Regions from separate parts of the Sus scrofa genome. Here region 2 is linked to region 1. The links are chromatin contacts, called in public HiChIP or PLAC-seq maps. All regions are on one chromosome and are shown on one strand. Each heading gives the region's core, a stretch centred on a gene start, on an enhancer-like site or on the middle of the called end of the contact. The rest is flanking DNA. Distances are from core to core; before and after follow the strand shown. Region 1 overlaps RASAL2 (ras GTPase-activating protein nGAP). Region 2 overlaps RASAL2 (ras GTPase-activating protein nGAP).

What was found. HiChIP or PLAC-seq counts read pairs in DNA pulled down with a chosen protein or histone mark.
Region 2: an H3K27ac HiChIP or PLAC-seq map of alveolar macrophages shows a contact between it and region 1. The contact joins two enhancer-like sites. A contact is called at or near these places in 3 of 47 Hi-C or Micro-C datasets (embryonic fibroblasts, epiblast stem cells and skeletal muscle) and 1 of 2 datasets of contacts at active chromatin or transcription factors (alveolar macrophages).

The regions. Positions count from the first base shown.
Region 1 is chr9:120,152,177-120,158,055 of Sscrofa11.1, forward strand. The region is part of intron 3 of RASAL2 (ras GTPase-activating protein nGAP); the gene reads left to right. Among named protein-coding and RNA genes, the nearest start is that of TEX35, 200 kb to the right of the region's middle. Within about 2 kb of position 3,110, at least 5 of the 83 cell types and tissues checked have an H3K27ac peak or open chromatin away from gene starts, as enhancers often do. A contact at or near this core is called in alveolar macrophages, where this site is marked.
Region 2 is chr9:120,267,429-120,273,307 of Sscrofa11.1, forward strand. All of the region lies in intron 5 of RASAL2 (ras GTPase-activating protein nGAP), which reads left to right. Among named protein-coding and RNA genes, the nearest start is that of TEX35, 82 kb to the right of the region's middle. Within about 2 kb of position 2,118, at least 1 of the 83 cell types and tissues checked has an H3K27ac peak or open chromatin away from gene starts, as enhancers often do. A contact at or near this core is called in alveolar macrophages, where this site is marked.

The DNA of each region.
Region 1 (5,879 bases), core at 1,860-4,359:
TGCTATAAACTTCCCTCTAAGAAACTACTTCTGCTGCAACCCATAGATTTAAGGTCATTGTGGGTTTTGTTTTTTTGTTTTTGTTTTTTGCTTTTTAGGGCTGCAGTTGCAGCATATGGAGGTACTCAGGCTAGGGGTTGAATTGAAGCTATAGCCGCTGGCCTACGCCACAGCCACAGCAACGTCAGATCCGAGCCATGTCTTCGACCTACACCAAAGCTCATGGCAACACCGGATCCTTAACCCACTGAATGAGGCCAGGGATCGAACCTATGTCCTCATGAGTGCTAGTCAGATTCGTTTCTGCTGAGCCATGAGGGGAACTCCTGGGTTGTTGTGTTTTTATTTTCATTTTTCTCCAGGTATTTTTTGATTCCCTCTTTGATTTCTTCAGTGACCATTGATGATTGTCTAGTAACATGCTGTTTCACCTCCATATGTTTGTATTTCTTACAGTTTTCTTCTCATGGTTTGTTTGTTTGTTTGTTTGCTTGCTTTTTAAGGCTGAATGTGCGGCATATGGAAATTCCCAGGCTAGGGGTTGAATCAGAGCTGCAGCTGCCGGCCTTTGCCACAGCCGCAGAAACATGGGATCTAAGCCTCATCTGTGACCTACACTACAGCTCACAGCAATGCTGGATCCTTAACGCACTGAATGAGGCCAGGAATCAAACCTGCAACCTCATGGATACTAGTTGGGTTTGTTACCACTGAGCTACAACAGGAACTCCCTCATGGTCGATTTCTAGTCTTATACTTTTGTGTTCAGAAAATGTGCTTGATATGATTTCAGTATTCTTAAATATATTGATATTTGTTTTGTTGCCTAGAATGTGATATGTTTGGGAGAATGTGCACGTGAAAGGAATGTGTATTCTGCTTTCGGATTGACTCTTCTCTGTATGTATCTATTACATTCCCCGAGTCTAATGTGTTGTTTAGGCCAGTGTTTCTTATTGATTGTCTGTCTGGATGATGTATCCACTGAGGTGAGTGTGGTATTAAAGTCATCTACTGCTATTGTCTTACTGTCAGTTTCTCCCTTTAATATTTGTTAATCTTTGCTTTATGTATTTTGGTGTTCCTATATTGATTACATAGGTATTTACAATTGTTATGCCTTCCTGTTGGATTGAGCCCTTCATTATAAAATAATGTCTTCTTTGTCTCCTGTTACAATCTTTGTTTTAAAGTGTATTTTTTTTTGATATGTGTTGCTACCCTGGCTCTCTTTTCATAGAATTTAGTCTCATTTTTGGATTCCTCTCTCTATTTTTTGTGTGTATCAGTTAGAAACTTTGGGGTTGTAGTTACCGTGAAGTTCATATGTAACAACCTGTCTATATGTGATTGTTTTAACCACCTTACATTTTAAATCTCTCCCATGTTTAATGTTTGTGATGTCACATTTTACATCTTTTGTTTTGTCTATCCCTTAACTGCTTATTGTAGATATAGACGATTTTACTACTTTTGTCTTTTAACCTTCCTATCAGCTTTGGAAGTGGTTGATTTACTACTTTTACTATGTGTTTGCCTTTACCCATGAGATTTTTTCCTTTTGTAATTTTCATATTTCTAGCTATCATCTTTTCTTCTCCACTTAGTAAAGTCTTTGAAACATTTTTTTGTAAAGCCAACTTAATGATGCTGAACTCTTTTAGCTTTTGCTTCTCTGTAAAACTCTTTCTCCTCCTTCAAATCTGAATGATAGCCTTTCCAGGTTGTGGATTCTTGGTTACAGTCCCCCCGCCCCATCATTTTGAATATATCGTGCCGCTCCTTTTTGGCTTGCAAAGTTTTTGCTGAAAAGCCAGCTGATAGTCTGATGGTTGTTTCCTTGTACATAACTAGTTGCTTTGCTCTTGCTGCTTTTAAGAGTCTCTCTTTACCTTTAATTTTTGTCCTTTCGGTTCTAATTCATCTTCAGTGGACCTCTTTGGGTTCATTTGTTTGGGACTCTCTGTGTTTCCTGGATTTGGATGTCTGTTTCCTTTTCCAGGCTAGGAAGGTTTTCAGTTATTATTTCTTCAAATAAGTTCTCTGCTCCCTTCTCTCACTTCTCCTTTTGGTGCCCCCATAATGAGAATGTTAGTATGATTGATACTGTCTCGAGTATCTTAAAAACTATTCCTATTTTTTTTTTAATTTTTTCTTCTCTTTTCTGTTCAGCTTGGGTGATTTCTACTATTCTTTCTGTTCACTGATCTGTTCCTCTGTATCATGCAATCTACTTTTGATTCCTTCTAGTATATTTTTTATTTCAGTTATTGTATTCTTCAGCTCTGTTTGGTTCTTCTTTATATTTTCTGTTTGTTAAACTCCTCACTATGTTCATCCATTCTTCTCCCACGTTCATTGAGCATTTTTTGATCATTACCATGAACTGTTCATTGGGTAGATTGCTTATATCTTCTTTGATTAGTTCTTCTTTTGGGGTTTTTGTCTTGTTCTTTTGTTTGGAACATGTTCTTCTGTCTTCTTATTTTGTCTAAGTCTCTTTCTCAATCTTAGCCCACTTACGTTTTCTGATCTTGGATAAATGGCCTGTGTAGGCGTCATCCTGTGGGGCCCAGCAGCACACTGCCGTGATCACAGAGCTGTGTACTCTAGGTATGCCCCGTATGTGGGCTCCGTGTATCCTCTCTTGTGGTGGAGCTGACTACCATGGGTGCTCTGATAGGCAGGGCTAGCCCCTGGCCCAGAAGGCTGCCAGGCCCTGCCTCATTCATTGGTTACCGGCTTGCTGGTGGGTGGGCTGGTCTTGGTGTGGTATTAAAGCCATTTTTTAATTTCACCTTTATGGGGTAGATTTATATTGGCAGCTAAATCATTTTTTTAATGAGGAAATTAGTTCCCAGTTCTAAGTCAAGGTGTCAGACCACAATTTATTCCAAGTTAGAAGTGGATGTCTAGATACCTGATTTGCTCTTTTATCTTCCTCCCCACCCTTATCCTGGCACAGTAGAGATTAGTTCAGTTTTGCCAAAAGTAATCCCAAGGCATTGCTTCCTGTCTGATTGGGCACAAATTATGTGTTGCCTAGCAACTCGGGATATATGTCATTTAGTTGTCATTGTTGATTTGTCATTATTTCATAAAATGTCCAGCAGATGGCAGTAAAGTGTCTTAAATAAAAGATTTCTATTCTGATTCAGCTAAGTCATTTGTAGAGGCTGTTGTCAGGGTTGCTGTAAATCCAGAAGACCTGGGAAATCATGAAGGGAAGTCATGAAGGAAGTCCGTGTTTAATTGTGGACCAGCTACTTGCTAAATTAAGAAAGTATATCATATATCTTAATATTTAAGTTAGTCTAAACAACCTTTTTTTTTTCTTAAATACATTCTATGCTTCAACTTTGTGTACTTTTATAACATTCTGGAAGGTCAGGCTGGAATTTTCAAATTTGGTCCCATTTCACGAGAGGCCCCACAAATATACATGTGGACAGCCCGGCCAGTCCATCCAAGCGCTGTTGGGGTTGGTGCCCCAAACTACCTGAGTAGAGTTCTCTCAAGTGTGCTGCAAAGTTCACTAATCACTTGTGATAGAACATGATAATATGAGAAAAAGAATGTGCGTGTGTGTATATATATGTCAGTTTGATGTACAGAAGAAATTAACATAACATTGCAAGTCAACTATAATAAAAAATAAAAAAATAAAGCTAAAACAAAAGAACACACTTTAAAAAATTAAAAAATAATGAAATGTGCTGCCCAGGTGAGAGGCCTCTCTTGACCAGTCCTAAGGCAGTGTTAGTCTTAGTGAACCACTCTTTTGGTTGGAGAATCAGATGGGAGTGGTAACGAGTGGCATGAACAATCAGGAATGGTTTTTAGATTCTCCCTGGACTTCTGAGGGAAAAAAATGGTGGATTGAACATACGCATATAATTGTATTCCTTCCAGAAAGCCCATTACAACTGTAGTAGGGCTGTCCTTTTAAAGACATGGTCCTTCAAGAATAAGAAGAATGACAAAGAAGAAAACAACCAAAAAATAACAATACATAGTAATGAATTGAAAGCTGGAAAGCAGGAGTTCCCATTGTGGCTCAGGTGTATCGAACCCGCCTAGTATCCATGCAGATGCAGGTTCAATCCCTGACCCTGCTCAGTGAGTTTAGGATCTGGCCTTGCCGTGAGCTGTGGTGTTAGAGCAGCTGCAGCTCTTATTTGACCCTTATCCTGGGAACTTCCATATGCTGCAGATGCGGCTCTTAAAAAAAAAACAAACCAAAGAACAAAAAAAAGAAAGCTGGAAAGTAAATGGAGTGTGGTAAATGACTCTGCTGATGTGAAAGCCAAATTTCAATTTGGCAACAAAGAAAGCCAAGAACCAACCTGATTGTTACCGCAGATTCTTCAAATAGCTCTGGAATCAGTGGCATCAGGAACACAGTAGTAGGTCCCTCAGTCTCCTCTTCTCCAGACCACTGAACAATTTCCTCTTCCACCCCCACCTCTACGGTCATAGAAGGCTGTGAGTTAATTCTCTGGGGGAGAAAACTCAAGGCTCTCCAGGCCGGGGTGTACCAGCCAAATTGAGACCACAGGGTACTTTATCAAATACAGTGGGATAACATGAGCACCTGCACACTGAAGGATGAGACCATTCCATCTCTCTCCCTCACATGCCTTTACCCTGCAGGCAGGAGGTCAGAAGAGTGACGTTGGGGTATTTAATCAGCCCCAGAGGAAAGACCTAAGAACACTGACGTTCCCAAGACTGGTAGACATCTGAGAGAAAGCCTCTAGCATGAAAGAGATCCAAAACACATAAAAAACAGAAGGAAAAAGAATCTTGGGAGTTCCTGTCATGGCACAGTAGAAATGAATCCAACTAGGAACCGTGAGGTTGCCAGTTCAGTCCCTGGCCTCGCTCAGTGAGTTAAGGATCCAGTGTTGCCGTGAGCTGTGGTGCAGGTTGCAGACGATGCACGGATCTGACCCCTAGCCTGGGAACCTCCATATGCCACGGTACAGCCCTAAAAAGACAAAAGACAAAAAAAAAAAAAAGAAAAAGAAAAGAAAAAAAAAATTAGAGGAATATACAGGGAATAGAAAAACTTAAAAAAGAAAATTATCATTATCTTTAGAGAGAGAAAATATTACATACACAAGACAAGAATAGAGTCTTAAACAAAGCCAAAGTGCTGCTGTTGTTAAAAAAAAAAAAAGAAATAAAACTCAATAAAAGGGTTAGAAGATGGAAATAAGGAAATATCCCAGAAAGTGTGTGTGTTGGGGGACGGGGAGATAAAGTAATTATCAGTCTCGGAAGCCAAAACGGTGAGGTCCAGAAAAAGAAAAACTGGACAAAATCACTAGCAAAATAATTTAAGATTTCCCACAGCTGAAGGGTATGAGGTTCCAGATTTAAAGGAATTACTAAGTGCCTATGACAAGGCACATTTTCAGGAAATTTCAGTTTCTCTCTGATGACAAAGAGGCATTTTGCAAACTGCCAAACAAAGGAAAATCAGATTACAAACTAAGGATCAGGAGTCAGAATGCCTTGAGACTTCTGTCAGCAGTATCAGAAGGTATGAAACAATGAGGAGTGCCCTTAGATTTCTGAAGAAAGATTATTTCAATACAGATTTCTATATTTAGCTATACGCCATTCATCGCACATGAGGATAAAGACATTTTCAGCCATACCAGTTTTAAAAAATTGCCTCCTACACATCATTTTCCCTGAAATATATCCTTCACCGAGAATGAGCAGGATGTGGGATGTAGGAGAGAAGATTCAGCACCAGGGAGATACAAAGGATCACTCAGGAGGATGCTGCAGAGGGCGCCCCGTTACACAACTTGGTACCAGCCACAGAATGAAGATAGTTGGTTCCGACTGGAGCAGTCAGAACAGGC
Region 2 (5,879 bases), core at 868-3,367, 110 kb after region 1:
AGTTGTGACCTAATTTTGAAGATAAGAAAACTGAGAGCAATTGGTAAATTGCACACGGCCACACAGTTTAGAAAATGGCAGAACTGCCGTTCAAATCCAAGAAATCTAGCTCTGGAGGCTCCATTCTTAACCATTATTCCATATTGTCTCTCCAAAAAAGGGCATGTAGGGAGACATTTCTTTGTTTTAATTTATATTTGCCGAATGCCTAGCAAGTGGAACATTTTTTTCACAAGTTTTCTTCTATGGCTTACATATTCATCCCTTTGCCCATTTTTTTCTGTTGAACTGTTGTCCCTTTTCTTATGGTTTGGAGTAGTGCTTTCTTTATTATCAGGGATTACAAGCCACTATAGTGCATGTTGTTAAAATTTTCTTCCAATCTGTTGTTTTAAAATCACTCATGTTTTAGATTTTCATCGGTCCAATATGTCAGTCTTTTTCTTTGTGGCTCATTCGACCAAATCTAACCAGAACATTGAACTCAAGAAGCTAGGATCACTTTCTCTTTAAATTTGTCATTATGATACTGTGCACATCACTTTATCTCTCACTTCAAGAGGAGTAAATAGTCTATCCACAGGTATCAGGAAGCTAATAAAGTAGTGATCATGGTATTATGAATTCTTCAAGGTTTTTGATAACCACAACCTTATTTGTACTCATATTTTAAAAGATAAGATGGTTCTCATAAGGTCTAAGTTACTGCTTTAAGATGGCAAAAAAAAAAAAAAAAGTTTTAAAGGAGTTAATGTCATCTAAAGAAAGTTTACTTTGTATGATCAGTAAGCTTCTCTGTGCAAATGACCATCGAGTATTTTAACATGCAGACTTCATTGATCAAAAAGACCTTAATGGGTCCAGATTTGTCTAGCCGATGATCTGCAAGTCATAAACGCTGCTTTGAGGCTCTGATGGAATTTGGTACCAGTGTGGTTTGGGGGATCAACTTAAAATCACCCTTAAACTCAAAATTTCTTTTGTAAAATTGTGGGGCATAGGCATAGCAAGTAAAAACTTGCCAAATAATTAATTTTTCTAAAAACCAAATGTCTTGATAAACAGTAACATATCTAATTGTGACATTTACGTACAGTCTGGTAAACCATGTACTACCAAGAATGTAGAGAACTAAAGACACAGCCCCAACCTCAAGGAGTCCAATAAAAGAAGTAAACATCCAGGAGAAAATATTATAGGTGAGGAGAGATTATTTCTCATTGGGTGGATCAGAAAGAACTTAGAGGGCAGCGGCCTGTGAGTGGAACCTTAAAAAACAGGTATAATTTGAACTTAGAAACAGATAGCTGGAGAGAGCATTCCTCAGAATGGAAATAATAAGCAAAAGCAAAGAGTAGGAAATCACAGGGCTTGAAATATTGAAGAGTTCATGGTATGTGAAGGCATGAGGTAGGAAATGATTAGAAGGGGAAAGTTGCAGTTTTTAAGTTGATAGGTAAAAACTTTGTGTTTTTTTAATCTTGAGAATGACTTAGTATAAGAAACAGAAATACAAACTCCGTCCTTGATAAAACTAGGAGAAATCTGAATGATGGATTACTTTAAGTAAGAAGATCAAGTGTAATTGCCTGCAGAAGGCAATTTTATCACATACCAAAATGGAGAAGCCAGATAAAGATACAGATATGCACCAGAGACAGATACCAACATTTGTGTTCCCCTATTACAATTTCAGCTGGTAATTCTATTCCTAAGTGTATCCAAGAGAAAGGAAAACATATATCTTCACAAGAACCTGTGCATGAATGTTCATAACTATTATTTATAATAGCTCAAAAGTAGTAATGACCCAAATGTCCATGAACTGGTGAACGGATATACAAAGCTTGATATATCCATGCAATGCAGTATTATTCAGTCATAAAAAGGAATGAAGTACTGCTACATGCTACAACATGGATGAACCTGGACAATTTTATGCTAAGTGAAAGAAGCCAATCAGAAGACCACATATTGTATAATTACATTTATGTGAACTGTCGAAAATATGCAAATCTAGGGAGGCAGTAGATAAATGGTTGCCAGAGGCTAGGGATATAGAGCAGGGGGAAGTAATGAATGAAGAATGACTGCTAATGGGAGTTCCTCTTGTGGCTCAGTGGGTTAAGAATCTGACTGGTATCCATGACGATGTGGGTTTGATCCCTGGCCTTGCTCAGTGGGTTGCTCAGCATTGTCGTGAGCTGAGGTGTAAGTCACAGACATGCCTCAGATCTGGTGTTGCTGTGGCTGAGGTGTAGACCAGCAGCTGTATCTCCGATCAGACCCTTAGCCTGGGAATTTCCATATGCAGCAGGCACAGCTGTTAAAAAAAAAAAAAAAAAAAAAAGAATGACTGCTAATGGACATGAGGTTTCTTTTTGGAGTGATGAAATGTTTTTAAGCTTAGCTTGTGGTGATAATTGCACAACTCTGAATATACTGAAAATGGTACACTTTAAATGGATAGAGTTTATGATATGTTGATTATATCTCAATAAAGACATTAAGGTTTTTTTTTTTTTTTAAATACCAGCTGGCCAGGAAGTACTCTGCAGTGAAGCTCATTAATCTGTAAGCTCTATTCCAGCACACACAGCTTCCATTGAGTTCTTTTATCTTAAATATAAACAGATGGCCAAGAATCTCCAGATATTTGAGGAAATTCTTCAACATGAAAGATAGAGAGAAAAATAAATAAATAGAAGAGAGAAAAAAAGAACCCAGAAAAAACAGAGACAATGCATAGAGCCAAAAACAACTTCAAAACATAATGAATATATTCAAAATATAAGATTATGCATCTAGGAAACAAATAAAAAGATGTTATAAGGAGCCTTAATGAAACAAGAGAGCTTGGAAATTGAAATATAAAAGCCAGACTTGGAGTTCCCACTGTGACTGTGGGTTAAAAATCCTACTGCAGTGGCTCAGGTCACTGTGGAGGCGTGGGTTTGATCCCTAGCACAGTACGGTGGGTTAAGAGGATCTGGCATTGCTGCAGCTATAGCATAGGTCACAGATGAGGCTCAGATTCAGTCCCTGGCCTAGGAACTTCCATATGCCATGGATGCAGCCATAAAATTAAAAAAAAAAAAAAAAAAAAAACCCTAAAATCGAGTCAGTCTCCCAGAAAGCGAAACAGAAAATGAAAAACTCTATCCAGAAGATTCTGATAAAAGAGAACTTAGAAAACTGGGAGAGGAAATTGCCCAAGAAATAATATAAGAAAATTTCCCCAAACAAGCAAATATAAATGTACAGACTAGAAAGGCCACCAAATTTCCAACATAGTGAATGAAAAATGACAAAAGACTTTCAACACACACACACATCAATTCATATCATCATGAAAGAGCACAACACTGAGGCTTTAAAAACTATCTTAAAAGCTTCTAGAGAGAATATGTCATGCACAAAGGAGGTGTGGAAAATTCTCAACAGAAATATTGACAATCAAAAGTCAATGAAGCAATGTTTTCAAAATTCTAAGTGAAGGTTATTTTCAATCCAGTATTCCATACACAGCACAGTCCTTAAATGTCAGATCGAGGAGTTTGGGCTTTATCATATAAGCACTGAGGAGCCTTTAAACATTTTTGAGCGAGGAAATGACCTAATCAAAATTGTGGCTATGTATAATTTCAGATGACTTGGTTTTCTGAGACTATGTTTGGGAGGCCGATTAGCAAAAAGCTATTGTAAGAAGTAATGAAGACTCTAAAGAGAGTAGTGGCCATGGGAATGAAGAGTCAGAAGCAAGATAGGAGGAACATTTTAGAGGCAAAATCAATAGGATGTCACAAAGTCATCATTGTTCCAAAGCCATCTAATCAGATAAAAGCCAGTAAAGTGATTTCCTAGAATCGATATTGGCAGCGTTTTCACATTAAAACCATGTCATGTGGAAGGGTGTTGGGACAGGAGAAGAGTCTGTATTGAAATGCACTTTGAAAAGTATGAAAAACTAGGAAATGCTGAAAAACCATGGTCATACCACATTTCAGGCATTCCAGGATTTCGAATGCCTGTCAGGTTGCCAGCCTTGCTCTGGAAGTGCTGCTTAAATTTACCAGTATCTTGAGGTAAAGATAAGCACATAAAATAGAATTTTCTCATGTCCTTCAAATGTTCTTCAAGTAAAAATCTTCACACTATGTCTTTGGTTCTGAGGCTCACTGACAAAGCATGGTTATAAAATAGTCTGCTTATTTTTCATCAGGAGCTACCGAAGAGTAAGTGTGATGTTCATTTGCAGGGTGTATATACTCATCTTCTTGAGTGTCTCCTTTTAGACTAATTCTTTAATTCTTTTCTCTTTTTTTTTGGCATTTTTATGTTCACAAGAAGTTGTAAAAATAGTACATAGAGTCTTGGAGCCCTCCCCCCAGTGGTGATATCTTATAACTGTAGTGTAATATCAAAACCAGGTGATTGACACTGGTATAATTCTGTAAACTAGACTACAGACTTTATTCAGTTTTCACCAATTTTTTGTATGTGCTCATTTGCGTGCAGATAGTTCTATGCAGTTTAGTCCTATGTATAGATTTGTGTAACTACCACCACAATCAAGAGACAAAATTATTCCATTACCAGGAAAGAACGCCCTCTGCGACGACATTATAGTCATACCTACCTCCCTACACCATCCCTGTCCCCTAGCAACCGCTTTTTGTTTTGTTATTTCAAGAATGTTATATAAATGGAATCATATAGTATGTAGCCATTTAAGACTGTCTTCTTTTTCCCCAACTAGATAGAATGCCCTTGAAATCCATCCATTGGATGAAATCCATCCAAGTTGTCCATTTATCAACAGTCTGTTCCTCGTTATTGCTGAGTGGTATTCCATTATATGGATATATCAAAATTTGTTAAACCAGTTACCCACTGGAAAACATTTGTTTCTGGTCTTTAGGAATAAAACTGCTGTGAACAGTTGTGTACATATAAGTTATCACTACTCTAGGGTAAATATGCAAGTTGCTGAGTTGTATGATTAGTACTTACTTAGGTTTATTTAAAAAAAAAAAACAAACTACCAAACTATTTTCCAGAGTACCTGTACCATTTAACATTTCCACCAGCAATTTTTATGGATTTTGTGTGTGTCCCAAGAGGTTTTTCACCTATGTTTCCTTCTAGAAGTTCTAGGGTTTTGTTTTTATGTTTAAGTCTGTTCTCTCCATTTAGTTAAGCTGTGGTTACTCTATATAAAAAGTCCTGACTCAAAGCCTGTTGGTGTTCAGTTTGAGATAGTAATCACCCCAGGCAAGCCAATTGCAGGGAGTCTGCCTGCTTATTGAGAAGGGAGTGTTGTAAACCACTTACATTCTTCTGATCTACTCTTCCCATCCAGCTTAATTACCCATGGTTTTAGGTGCCCTCCAGATTTGGGGCAAGGGGAGACAGAAAGGAATAAGAAAGTTTTAGTACTGTCTTCGCCTTGCATGATGCTCTCTGAGCCTGGCATATGTTTAAAACTGACTCTCCTATCTTGGGGTACTTAAGTGGATTCTACAGAAATGTCTCATCTCTGAGGAGCTTTTAGCTATGGCTTTATTGAGTGTAGCGGGTACATCTGTATTCTAGGTGTTCACTTGCATACCTTCCACAGTTTCTAGGAAGGAATTCTTACTGTTCTGGTCTCTTCACCCTCCCAGTCCTCTTATCCGCAGGAAGTAGTCACACATTCTTTGCCCTGATGAACCTCTAGGAGTACAGCCTAATCCAAAATCATCAACTTGGGCTCTGCCACCAACAATTAGTCATTGCTCATCATCTAGATTTCCCAGATAAAATCAGATCCCATCCTGTATGCATTGCCTACCCATATCCGTAGTGGGGTGGGGAGGAGTAGGAGGAATGAGCCACAC